Linked DNA regions of Sus scrofa: region 1 is linked to region 2. The links are chromatin contacts, called in public Hi-C maps. All regions are on one chromosome and are shown on one strand. Each heading gives the region's core, a stretch centred on a gene start, on an enhancer-like site or on the middle of the called end of the contact. The rest is flanking DNA. Distances are from core to core; before and after follow the strand shown. Region 1 overlaps CEP350 (centrosome-associated protein 350). Region 2 has its middle 24 kb from the start of TOR1AIP2.

Region 1 (6,550 bases), core at 150-2,649, 170 kb after region 2:
TGATATTGGCTTTTTGAATGCCATTGTTCTATGCAAAGAAAGTAGTGTGTGGTTTTGGTATATGTCTGTAAAATATTATGTGAAATTCCCTGCAGTACCATCCTCTTCAAAGGTAATCACTCTTAACTGTTGTATGTTTCCTCAAAATTTTTTTCTATGCTTAGCTTAATCATTTGTTCATTCAGCAGACATATATTTTACTGTGTGTCAGGTACTGTGCTATTTTTGGTAAACACTTATAGTTAAGACATGTTTTTGTTCTGTGCCAAAATTGTTAGATTCAGTGCCCTAGTTCTTGAGCTTTCAGAAATCATTGATATTTGGAACTTAATTTTCAGAGCATTTTACACTTAGTATTTGAGGTATGTGGGTATATCAAGATTTAAACAAACAGTTAATTGATTTTGGGGACTTAAATTAAAAATATAATTAGATTATAAACCTTTTGATTTTGGTATAAGATGAGCAAAAGGTTAATTACAAATACCTGTATGGTTGAATAAGATGTACTTCTTAGAGGTAAAATTTAAGTTTTAAATTCAATCCTATATGTATGCATATATATATATATATATATGTATGTATTTTTTTTTTTTTTTTTTTGCCATTTCCTGGGCTGCTCCTGCAGCATATGGAGGTTCCCAGGCTAGGGGTCTAATCGGAGCTGTAGCTGCCAGCCTATGCCAGAGCCACAGCAACGCGGGATCCGAGCTGTGTCTGCAACCTACACCACAGCTCTCGGCAACGCTGGATCATTAACTCACTGAGCAAGGGCAGGGATCAAACCTGCAGCCCCATGGTCCCTAGTCGGATTCGTTAACCACTGTGCCACGACGGGAACTCCTATTTATATGTTTTTTTATTATTATTTTTTTTTATTTTTTAGGTAGCAGTCATCTGATAAGTACATCTTCTTGGCGAGATGGGCAAAAATTAGTAAAGAAAATTCTGGGACCTGCACCCAGAATAGAGCAAAAAGAGCGAAGAACAGCATCAAGTGACAGAAGTGGAAGAGAAAGAATTACTAAATCTGGTGAGTAATTACATTGTTAAATTATCTCCAGTTCCATTAAATATTGGTTGTTGGTGAAAAGGCCAACTAAAAAGGTTGCTTGGTCCTAAAATACTTCAAGGAGAGGGTGAAAAATACCTTTTTTAAAGAATGCTCTAAGACTTTGTTTTATAATTGAGAATGTAGCTCAAAAAAAAAAAGTTCTATTGGGCTTGCCTGTGGATAATTTCTTTATATGGATGTTATAATAATCTTTATTAAGAATTCTTCTTGTGCTATATTAATTTCAGCTGTCATTATGAATAAATAGCAAAGCACCATTTAATCAAATCTTATTAGACTTTTAGGGACCTTTAGAGAATCAGATCTGTCTGTCTTATCTCTGCATACACAAACACAGGTTAAACATTCACAAGGTTGAATTTTTTTTGTTTGACAGATGAGGAAACAGGCCCTAAGAGAGAAGTGATTTTTCTTCTGGATATACATTCAGTGGGTGGCAAAATTTGATCTAGATTCACAGCTCCCTAGTTTGACTCTGAAATCCATTGCTTTTCTCTTTTTGAAATGCTTTGAATGCTATTTGAAGTAACTAGTTACTTTTTCATGAACTCTAACTCAGGGAAATGAAATATAAATACCTACAAGCCAGTTTTCCTTTTCAGTAGCAAAAACTTGTCTCAGTTAATTTGAGCTTCTGGAATGGATTCAGTAAGAAAGGCAATTTGATATGTAGAAGTCAGTATATATTTTGTATTTGCTCCTCTTTCATCTAGCTTAGAAATAAATTCACATGCATTTTCAATCTAAATTTAAGCCACATCAACATTTAGATGATAAAATGATTGTTTTTCTATATATATATATATATATATAATATTTGCTGTTACTCATTGGAGAGTTGTGGCATCCTAACATTGTTGGCTTTTTATAAACAGCTGTTTGGGGGTTTGGGGAGGGAAAGAAATAATAACATTAAATATGCCTATGGGAGAGAAATGGTAATTCTATGGTAATAGTTAATTCATATCAATAGCAAGATCTATCCTTATTTCAGAAATATAAAAAAATGCAGTTTTTAAAAGTGCCAAGGAAGTATAGTTTCTAAGAATATTGGTATTCTTCTTGTACTGTTTTTCTTTCCTTCTAAAATATTCTTTATAAGACTTTATAGGATATTCGAATTTGAGTTTAAGATGAAGTGAAATTCCCTAGTTTTCTCCTTTGTGCAATAAATTTTAGGAGTGAATATAGAATTTTAATACATCATTAACCGTTAGTCATACTTTTGCAGGAGGTCATGTTGGAAGAGCAGAATCAGATCCCAGATTGGATGTTTCACATAGACATCTTCCACGAAACTCAGAACGTTCTAGAAGTAGAGCTCGGTCAGAAAATAATGTAAAGAAATCAGCCCCACCTCTTCCAGATAATAAACAGGAGGAAAATGCTGCCTTAAATAAGGACTTTTTACCTGTTGAAATTCGTGGAATTCTTGATGACCTGCAGCTGGATTCTACAACTCAGGCTACCAGGCAAGAGACGGGAGAGTTACAGAATCAGAAGTCATCAACATCAATACAAGCTCCTAGGAGTCACAGCCCAATAAAAAGAAAACCTGACAAAATAACAGCTAATGAAGATCCACCTGTAATTTCCAAAAAGCGCCACTATGACACAGATGAGGTACGACAGTACATTGTTAGACAGCAGGAGGAAAGGAAGAGGAAGCAAAATGAAGAGAAGAAGGCTCAAAAGGAGGCCACTGAACAGAAGAACAAACGATTGCAGGAGCTCTACCGGAAACAGAAGGAAGCCTTTACTAAAGTAAAAAATGTGCCTCCTCCCGAGCCATCAGCAGCTAGGCGACTGCAGGAAACTTATTCCAAATTGTTACTAGAAAAGTCATTGCTTGAAGAGCCAACTCATCAACATATTACACAGGAAACACAGGTAATAAATAGTGACAAAAATACAAAAGGGAGTAATTCATGGTTAGAAAAACTCACTTGCTATACTATTTAAAAATTATTACTTGTAATATTCAGATGTATGCTCAGACAATGTTTATAGTAATGATGGTCTTTCATGAAGTTTATTTTTATGCAGAGTAATTTGATAAACATGATTGAAAATAAGTGTTCAGTTTATTTCCTAGAGTGATTGTTATTGATCTGTCTCATTGTTGTTACGTCCTTGCCTAGTTTTTATTTTATACTTAGCAAATAAAGTTAAACTATGTTAATAATGAAAAGCTTTATTTTATTATCTGTGCTGAAATTTGAGAATATCCTACTTTAGTGTGCCAATTTTGTGAGTATTGCTGTTTTTAAGGATAATAAGAATAGCATTTGAGTATGTACCATGTGCCATATATTATTTTAAAGACTTTAGGACTTAAGTGTCAATAAATCCTCAGAACCCTGAGAAGGGGAAGTGCTACTGGTTTTTCCATTTATTAGGTGAAAAAAACTGAGGTTTAGAAAGAGTATTGCTTCCTCCAGATTATGCATTTACCATTATTTGCCCTTGTTGGATTTGAGGTGTAATTTTGCTGACAACTGTAATGGCTGTTTTTAAGACAAACTAAATTTAAATTGGTTTATTTGAGAGCAAAAAGCTCCTGCACTTTATGATCTTTTAAAGTTGAAGTGACATAATACTTACTTTCTGTGTTCCTTGAATATGTCTTTGTGATGGCAGTCAGATAAATTTGATGTCCTTTTCTCCTAGACCAGACCAGGGTATCAGCCATCTGGAGAATCTGACAAAGAGAACAAAGTACAGGAACGTCCCCCAAGTGCATCTTCCAGTAGTGACATGTCTTTGTCAGAACCTCCACAGCCTCTTGCAAGGTAAAAAGGGAAGAATGAAAGATGGTTAAGGTTCTCTCTTTTCTTGATATTTAAAATAGTGGTCTATGCTCAGTGAATTTTTTAAATTGACCTTCTGTGTGAATGGAGGTTTATTTAGAAATTGGTTAATATCCTCGATGGGTACTTAAGTGTGGAATAATCTATACTTACTGCATGCCCTATTCCCTTGTTCAGCTTTTCTGTTGTTCAATTTCCAGTGTAGGTGTCATTTCCTTCTGGGGGATCACCTGCACTTGGAAGCACTCTTGTCTTCTCTGACCTAAACCCATGATAAAAATTTGTTGGATAAATGAATCACTGTGGAATTAATATTTTAAAGCATTTATGTCGAATACTTTTTTTAATGATATTTTTTTATTTAGGCTGTCACTTATTGCTTTGAAACATTAATTCATTGGCACTCAGAAAAAGCAGATAAAAATCTTGGTAGGGTTACCATCAAACTAAGAGAAAAGACTAGAAATACATCAGTGTGTGTTGGATAATTTTTAAAACGCATTTCTGTATTTATTATATTCAGAATTTCTTCATATGTCTCATATCAACAAATCTTAACATCTTAAAAACTAGATTTAGATGTGCATATGAATACATGGACAAGGACTTGGGATTTGATTTGAATTCAGATTGGTGATTGAAGGCTATTTTACTTAAATAAGAAAAAATTTTTTTTGCTGTAATATAGTGTTTGCACTAAAGTAAAACAAAAACTATTTGTGCATGAAAGTTAAGAAGATGATTTTCAGATTATAATATGGTTATAAATTATACTTTGAAATAACCATTTTAAGAAAAGAAAGACTTTGAAATTCTTCTTTGAGAATGTATTTTCCGGTTTGGGTTAATACTTCTAGTCCTCTCACCCCCTTGCCATCCCCCGCCCCAAGAGAATAATAATATTGATAAAATAGCTAACATTTATTGTTTGTTAGGTTTCAGGCACTGATCTAAGTACTTTGCATGTATTATTTTATTATTTATTTAATCCTTGTAATTCTTTGAGTTATCTCAGTAACTTTATGCTTAAAAGTACAGGATTTCTTTTCTCTTCATGTTCCATCATTCTCTGTTAGCTACCTTGAAAACTCCAAATTATGTATCTGACCTTGAGGCCTTGAAGAGCCAACTCATAAGTCACTTCACTTGGCTAGCAGAGTTCATTGTTTCTTATCTGCACCGTCCTGGACTTTATTTATTTTTGTATTAATGCTTCTGACATCATATTGTAGCTGTTTATTAGTCTCTCATCCCTGCTAGATCTTCTGAAACTGAAGAGTAAGAATTAAGTGTTAACTGGATTAAGTCTTTCCATTTTTGTTTACCGTCACCATACAACCTGCCAGAAAATTGCCATTCTGGTTACTTGAATTTCAAGATCTTGGATTTTTACTCAACACTACCTTTTCATTTATAATTTCCTTTGTATTTCTGTTAGTGCCAGCTTAGTTTGGGCTAATAACCTCACCCCTTTTTTACCTTTGTAATAATCTATATTCTGTGGAGTAGAATTCACTAGTCTTCCTTTATTCTATTTCCATAGCAGTCCTTACATATAAAAGACTGCTACAGCAAAACCTCCAACCAGCCCTTTCATGACATGCTTTTCAGTTCCCTTATCACCTTGGTTACCCTTTTCAAGATGATTTTTTTGAACTTAATTGGTAGAACTTCACATTTATTCATGCTAGTTTGGTTTAAGTTTGCAACCTGTCTAAATAACTTTGAATCATAATTTGATAATTTGTTGGGTTAGCCACACCTCCCAGCTTTCTGTCATCTACAAATTTGATAAGCATATCTTGATGTCATCCAGAAGTAATAGACAAGACCAAGGACAAAACCTCAGGTTATTTTTTCTAAGGATCTTCTTTTTTCCCCCCATTTTTGGCTGCCCTACAGCATATAGAGTTCCTCGCCAGCTGTGGCAGTGCAGGATAAAGATCTTCTTAATAGTTAACACCAGCCTTTAATCATTATGTAGTATTCCTTAATATACAGAGTGTCTGTAGTCTGGAAATAAGTGAATTGTATAATGTCATCTAAGACAACTTTATTCTGTTTCTAGACTTTATGGACACCCTATCCTGTATTGTATATTTCTTATTGGTACTCATAGTTTCTCATTGATACTTGTTTGGTGTTCATCAATTTTTCTAAGAGCTAGATTTTATTAATCTCATTTTTTTAGTATGTACAGTGTTAAACATAACTGGCATTTATTAAATATGTATTGATTACAATAATATCATGCCTATAATCTTAAGCATTTCTCTCTTATATAACATTATTTTTGTATGTGTGTATGTATGTATCTATCTTCTATCTACCTATCTACCTACCTACCTATTTTTTAGGGCCGCACCTGCAGCATATGAAGTTTCCAAGATAGGGGTTGAATCGGCATGATCCTAGCTGTGTCTGTGACTTTCTCCACAACTCATGGCAGCGCCAGATCCTTAACCCACTGAGTGGGGCCAGAGATTGAACCTACCTCCTCATGGATACGAGTCAGTTCATTACCACTGAGCCACAGTGGGAACTTCCTGTAACATTATTTTTAAAGGGAAAAGTAGAGCCAATATTGTAAAAAATGTTGCCCACAGAGTTTTAAAGGTTATAATGCCTTCTCTTTAATTAATTGCTTTAAAAAATATATCTTAGT
Region 2 (6,692 bases), core at 1,262-3,761:
TCAGAGATTTCCAAATCAGACTTCTGGGTACCACCAGGGAAAGGTGGAGGGGGCAGGATAAATTAGGAGTTGGGAATAATGGCACTTTTGTCCTGGCTGTCAGAGGGAGTTTTGTATCAGATTTCAGTTTGAACTACTGGGTGTGGTTAGGCAACTTTTTGGACCGCTCTCTGTCTTTTTTGTTTTTGTTTTAATACAATATTGTATAGTTCTATAGTACTCCCCAGGATTTTTTTTTAATCTTATAACCTCAAGTTTTATTTTATTGTTTTAAGTTGATAAAGATGTAAGTTCACATACGTTCTAAAACTCTGCCTTCTTACCTGCCCCCTGCTCCCACACACACTGTTTTGATGTCACAGTGGGTGCTTTTAATACTGTACCTCTCTAGGTCACTTGCTAGGCTTCTCCAGTCCGGAAGGAAATGGCTCTGGTCTCAGTTTTGCACTAATCACCTCGTGTCCTTACTTGGATGGTCACTTAGTCCCTCGGTTTCCCCTCCTGTGAAATGAGGGCTTTGGACTATAGGTCATTTGAACATTTCATGTTCCCCTTTTAAGAAGCTTCTCGGCAAAGAAACTCCAAGCCAAAGTGTAAGGAACCTATGTGTTTTCGAAGTCCAGTCAAATGACGTCAGAAAGTTTCAGTAAAGACAAAACAACCTGATTGTCAAAAGTCTGACTCCTTTGTCACGTTCTGGGATCCGTGCGTCGCAGAAAGTTCTAAATGAAGCTGAGTGGCCAGACACCATCATTTCCGTAGTGAGCCACGTGGTTCCCGCTGCAGCCGTGTCCACAGCTTTGAGTCCTGTGATCCAGCGACTATTCTAAGGGTCAACCAAGGTGCTCCCTCGCTGAGCTAGGTGGGAACGCCAAAAAGGCACCCACTGTGCAAAACAGCCATGACAGAGTAGGGCTTACAGGCAAAACTGTCCGTTCAACTAACATTTGCTGGAGATGCAACCCTAGGTGCTAAACATCGTGCCAGGAATGAGAGAGAGAGAGATGAAAACTACCACCCTGCCCTCAAGAGGACGGTACTCTAGACCAGAAAATTAACACGTATTTCACAGGTAAAATCCTAAACCCCCAGGTATTTACTTGCCCTGGACTAAAACGCAGAGTGGAGACTCAGAGGGCAGAAGATGGAGTCCCTTGTCCTCAGACTGGCATGGTCAAAGACTTCAAAGACAGGGTGGCGGTGGGGAGAGGGAGGATACTGCCCAATGAGACTCAGCGGTAACAAACCTGATGAGCATCCATGAGGACCCGGGTTCAATCCCTGGCCTCGCTCAGTGGGTTAAGGATCTGGTGTTGCCGTGCGCTGTGGTGTAGTTCACAGCCAAGGCTCAGTCCCCACATGGCTGTGGTAGTGGCTGTGGCTGGCAGCTGTAGCTCCAATTCAATCCCTAGCCTGGGAACCTCCATATGCTGCATGTGCAGCCCTAAAAAAAAAAAAAAAAAAGGATGGGGCGGGGAGGGACGTCCCATCTGCTTGCCTCATTACTTTAGGAAGTTAATACCAACCTCAGCATGTCTTTCCTGCCAGACTTTGTCCTCATGTTTGCAAGAATGGAATCGCTAAGGACAGGGTCTTAGCTCAGGCTGACAATTACCATAGATAGGAAGCTTAAACAACAAACATTTGTTTCTCACAGTTCTGGGGGCTGGGAAGTATAAGGTCAAGGTGCTCTCAGCTTCAGTGTCTGGCGAGGGTGCACTTTTCCATTCCCGGATGGCCGTCTTCTCACTGTGTCTTCACACGGAAGAACGGATGGAGTTCCCGTCGTGGCGCAGCAGAAACGAATCCAACCAGGAACCACATGGAAGAAAGGGACCAGAGAGCCCCCCACCCCACCCCCGGGGCCTCTTTTATAAGGGTACTATCATACATATGAGGACTCCACCCCAGGACCTATCACACCTAAAGACCTACCTCTAATGCTACCCCGCTGTGGGGTAGGATTCCAATTATATACATTTCAGAGGACACATGCATTCAATCCATAACAGATGGGTCCCAGGTCACTGGGGCAGGAAACCATTGACCAAGGCAATTTGTAGCTGATGAGGGCCGACTGAAGTTCCACCAGAGATAGGCGCAGCTAGCAGAGGATGAGCTAGGTGACAGGCTGGAGCCTAGAAGGTGGAGATACACAGTGACGTGAATTACAGAGACAAGAAAAGAAAGACGGCTCTAAGACGTGACCTCAGCTGTGGAGATCCAAGAGTCCTAGAGCTAGGGGACAGGCAGAGGTCACAGAGTCACCCTCACCTCGATGCACTGTCGCCGCGAATCATCAGTCACCAGCCTATAATAAAACAGAGGAGAGTTTAATGCAAGTTGGAGACGGACTCTGAGATGGCTCTGAGGAATTGCTCCAGAGAAGCATGGTTTTCAGCAGTTTTATATCTTATCAGAGCAAAGAACATCAAACACGACAGGGGTACATGCCCTCAGGATTTCCAACAAAGACAGATTAGCACATCCACAGTGAGTCAGTCTGGCCTCAGCGCCTGGGGAGGGAGCCTTATCATCAAAGAGGTCCTGGCACTGACGTCCCAGGAAGGGAGGCATTTATCTCTATCTTCAAAACGGACATTCTTTACTTCTGGACACGGCACCCTTGTCTTGTATGGTTAGAGCCGACGTCCAGTGGATGTGTGATGGGCCACAGACAGGCTGTCCCAATCAGCATGAAGTTCAAGCCAGATCCTGTGACAGCCAGACTGACTGCCCCGTCCCTCCTATGTGAAAGTTTCCTCCATCAGCCATCAGCAACCATCTGACCGGGGGAATAAAAATGTCCAGTTTTGAGGGCTCACCAGACAATTTGGGGGTCTAAGAGGATTACTCCAGAGCGAAGCCAGCCCTGGCAGAGCCTGAGCCGACGGAGCTTGGCAACTACGACTGAGTCAGTCACAGGCAAAGGTTCAAGGGCAAGAGCTTGAACTTGCCTCCTGGTTCTCAGAAACCTTGAGCCCCTGCTGCTTCTCTGTCAAAGGGAAGCAAAGGACGGAGTCACAGAAACTATCTGGGGGAGGGGGGAGGAGACACTTAAAAATAAAAAAGGGGGTCATAACCCCCAGGTGAGTGTCAGTTTCTTAGACACAGCAGCCCTAAGACGTCAACAAGGACACCCAGGCGTGGCTGCAGGAAGGGCCAGAAGCAAAGGGAGGCTGCAAAGCCTGCTCCGGCTTTGGATTCTACAAGAGAGTCTGTATACAGCTTCTGGGCCAAATATAACAGACCTTGGTCATGCTTGCATTGGTGTCTGTACCCTACGGGGCTGACACAGCCACAGCCCTGTCATGTCCTCGACTCCCCATAGCCACAACGCCAGGTCACGGCCAGGCTTCGGCAGTTCTGGGGAGGGAGGGGAGGGCAGGAGGTGGCAGACCTTGGCAGGGCAGTGCAGATGGGATAATCAGATCAGGTCGCCCCGCTCAAGACTCTGCCTTTGCCCACAGGAGAGCCACAGGGTCGCCTGGTGAATGGAACCCACGCTCACTCCGCTTTCCAATATTTTAAGAATATTACATTGGAGCACATTTTCAATGACGATGCATAGTTGGGCTTTTCCCCACAGGGGCATTTCTGCTCCTCGCATCTGCATCTGCTCTAAACATCAGATGCAACATACGATCCCAAGACCACTGGAAATTAAAAAAGAGGACAGAGTGAGACATGGTTAGCGAAAGACCATTTCCTATTTTTTTCAAACCCATAGAACAGAGTGGTTTACTTTTGCTTTTTAATATAGTGTGTTTTTTCTGTAAGACTGAAAGTTTCTGTCAGCTGATGCTCCCAGGTGGGGTTGGTGCGTGGAGAGATAATTTAAACACTAAACAACATAAATCTAGACGTTCTCGTTCTTCCTCTGCAAAACGTCATCTATGGACCCAAACAAGACATCCCACTAGTCTTTTTTTTTAATGGCCGCACCCACAACATATGGAAGTTCCTAGGCCAGGGACTGAATCTGAGCCACAGCTGCAAACTACACTGCAGCTGCAGCAAGGCCAGGTCCTTTAACCCATGGTGCCAGGCGGGGGATGGAACCTGCACCTCCCCAGCGACCCAAGCCACTGCAGTCAGATTCTTAACCCACTGTGCCACAGTGGGAGCTCCCATCCCACTAGTCTTAAGTGTTTTCTGTCCCATAAACTTATGCTCAATGCCGCCCACCAGGATGTGGGAACCCAGGATGGAGGGAGGGGCAGATGGTGAGGGGCTGCCCCCAGTTTGCTCTCCCCCTCTAGTCATATCTCTTCAAGGCTTTTCTGCAGGGCAGCTGCCGCCTTGCCCCTGGGCCTTATAGGGTCACCCCCTCAGATTTATCAGAGGAACATTTGCATTCTCCTTCTGTATTTTGTATCTGGGTGCTGGGCAAGAAAGCCTGTTGGGGAACAACCAGCCCCCAAACAGAGCTGGGAAGATCATCTACTGCAACAAGCCATCTGCAGGCTCTGCTGGGCTCAGTCACTTCTTTCTTTTTCTTGTTTTTGTCTTTTTGCCTTTTTTTCTAGGGCTGCACCCTTGGCATATGGAGGTTCCCAGGCTAGGGGTCAAATTGGAGCTGTAGCTGCTGGCATTGCCATGAGCTGTGGTGTAGGTTGCAGATGCGGCTCGGATCCTGCATTGCTGTGGCTGTGGTGTAGACCGGCGGCTACAGCTCTGATTAGACCCCTAGCCTGGGAACCTCCATATGCCACGGGAGCGGCCCAAGAAATGGCAAAAAAAAAAAAAAAAAAAAAAGATTACACCCTTCCTGGTAATGGAAGGAGTTCGCCCACAATTGCAGAGAGGAGAGAAAAATGGGGAGAAAAGAGAGAGAGAGAGAGAGAATCACTCCGACATTTGAGCATGAAAAAAAACTGATGCTTTTGTAACACAAGAGTTAGGACTTCACTGCATGCGAGCTCTTCGACTTGAGAGGCACATTTTCCAGCCTCTTCTGGCCACAGTGTAATCATAAAAACAAGGCTGTCCAAACACAGCAGTTTGTTTGCTTTTTAGCTATGCAGACTACATGTCATGAAGATGCCAATTTGCCACCAGATCATTAAAATTTTAATACCGTCCCTATGAAAAATACTAATATCTTTTAGATAAGGTGATTTTAAAGTTCATTTGAGGAGTTCCCTGGTGGCCTGGCAGTTAAGAACTCGGTGTTGTCACTGCTGTGACCTGGGAACTTTTGTATGCCTGGGGCACAGCCAAAAAAATAAAAATAAATACAAACAAATTTAACATAAAAAAGTAATAATGGTAGGAAATTTCTGAAATAAGTAAGCCGCCACCAGTATTAAAGCTCCAGTAATTACAACTGTGTGGTCCTTCTGCCTAATGACCAGCTCAATGGATGAGAATAGAAAATTCAGAAACAGGCACAAACACACAGGGGAACAGAGTATGTGACAGGGTGGCATTTCAAATCAGTGAGGAAAAGATAGATTCGTAGTAAATGATGCTTGAACAGCTACAAGAATTCAGTGAAGCAGGTCACTCAGACTTTTTGTTAAATCTGAACATTCACTTTCAAGTATGTAAACCAAGTCCATAATTTAACAGAGTGAAAATCACCTTATGTGATAGGTTTGAAAATCTATCATTTAATTCAGTATATAGTCATTGCAAGAGTAAAATATGATCATAATTTATGATTATGAAAGTTGTTACTTTTATATTAAAAAATATGAACTTGAAAACAGTTAATAGGGAAATAAACTGACAGCCAATATGAATATCAAGAAAGATATATTTAGGAGAATAACATTATATTCTAAGATAAACACCACTTATTAAATGTAAATAGGGGGAGTTCCCATCGTGGCTCAGTGGTTAATAAACCAGACTAGCATCCATGAGGACGTGGGTTCAATCCCTGGTCTTGCTCAGTGGGTTAAGGATCCAGTGTTGCCGTGAGCTGCAGTGTAGGTCGCAGACGAGGCTCGGATCCCGTGTTGCTGTGGCTGTGGTGTAGACTGGCAGCAATAGCTCCATTCGACCGCTAGCCTGGGAACCTCCATATGCCGCGGGTGCAGCCCTAAAAAAAAAGAGACAAAAAAATTTAAATAGGGTGTTCCCTTGTGGTGCGCAGATTAGTATTCGCATTGTCACTGCTGCAAATCAGGTCACTGCCCTGGCACAGGTTCAGTCCCTGGCCTGGGAACTTCCACATGCCAAGGGTGCAGCCAAAAAAAAAAAAAAAAAAAGTAAATAATAGCAGGGAGATGTAGGTCCAAAGGTACAAATATTCAGCTATGAGTTCTGGAAACCTAAGGTACGGCAGGGTGACTGCACAGCTGCTTGTGTAATTGTATCCTGGAAATCTGCTCAGAAAATCAATCTTGTGTTCTTACCACAGACAAAAGATGACTATGTAAGGTGATGAATATGTTAATTAGCTTGACTGTGGTGATCACTGCACAATATATGTCTAGAAAATCATCATGTTATATACCTGAAATATATATGATTTTATTTTTATTATTATTATGATTATTTGTCTTTTTGCCTTTTCCAGGGCCGCTCCCGTGGCACATGAAGATTCCCAGGCTAGGGGTCATATCGGAGCTGTAGCCACTGGCCTACACCACAGCCACAGCAACAAGGGATCCGAGCCTTGCCTGCAACCTACACCATAGCTCACGGCGATGCCGGATCCTTAACCCACTGAGCAAGGCCAG

The links. A called contact is a pair of places that touch in the nucleus more often than the background predicts.
Region 1: a contact with region 2 is called in a Hi-C map of liver, with 4 times the contacts expected there. The contact joins two enhancer-like sites. A contact is called at or near these places in 10 of 47 Hi-C or Micro-C datasets (alveolar macrophages, embryonic fibroblasts, fetal liver and 6 more) and 1 of 2 datasets of contacts at active chromatin or transcription factors (alveolar macrophages).

Annotation. Positions count from the first base shown.
Region 1 is chr9:121,630,247-121,636,796 of Sscrofa11.1, forward strand. CEP350 (centrosome-associated protein 350) reads left to right here. Exons shown (of 43, transcript XM_021063750.1): 9 at 887-1,033; 10 at 2,307-2,965; 11 at 3,746-3,867. Among named protein-coding and RNA genes, the nearest start is that of CEP350, 43 kb to the left of the region's middle. Within about 2 kb of position 1,400, at least 1 of the 83 cell types and tissues checked has an H3K27ac peak or open chromatin away from gene starts, as enhancers often do. A contact at or near this core is called in liver, where this site is marked.
Region 2 is chr9:121,461,085-121,467,776 of Sscrofa11.1, forward strand. No RefSeq gene overlaps it. Among named protein-coding and RNA genes, the nearest start is that of TOR1AIP2, 24 kb to the right of the region's middle. Within about 2 kb of position 2,512, at least 6 of the 83 cell types and tissues checked have an H3K27ac peak or open chromatin away from gene starts, as enhancers often do. A contact at or near this core is called in liver, where this site is marked.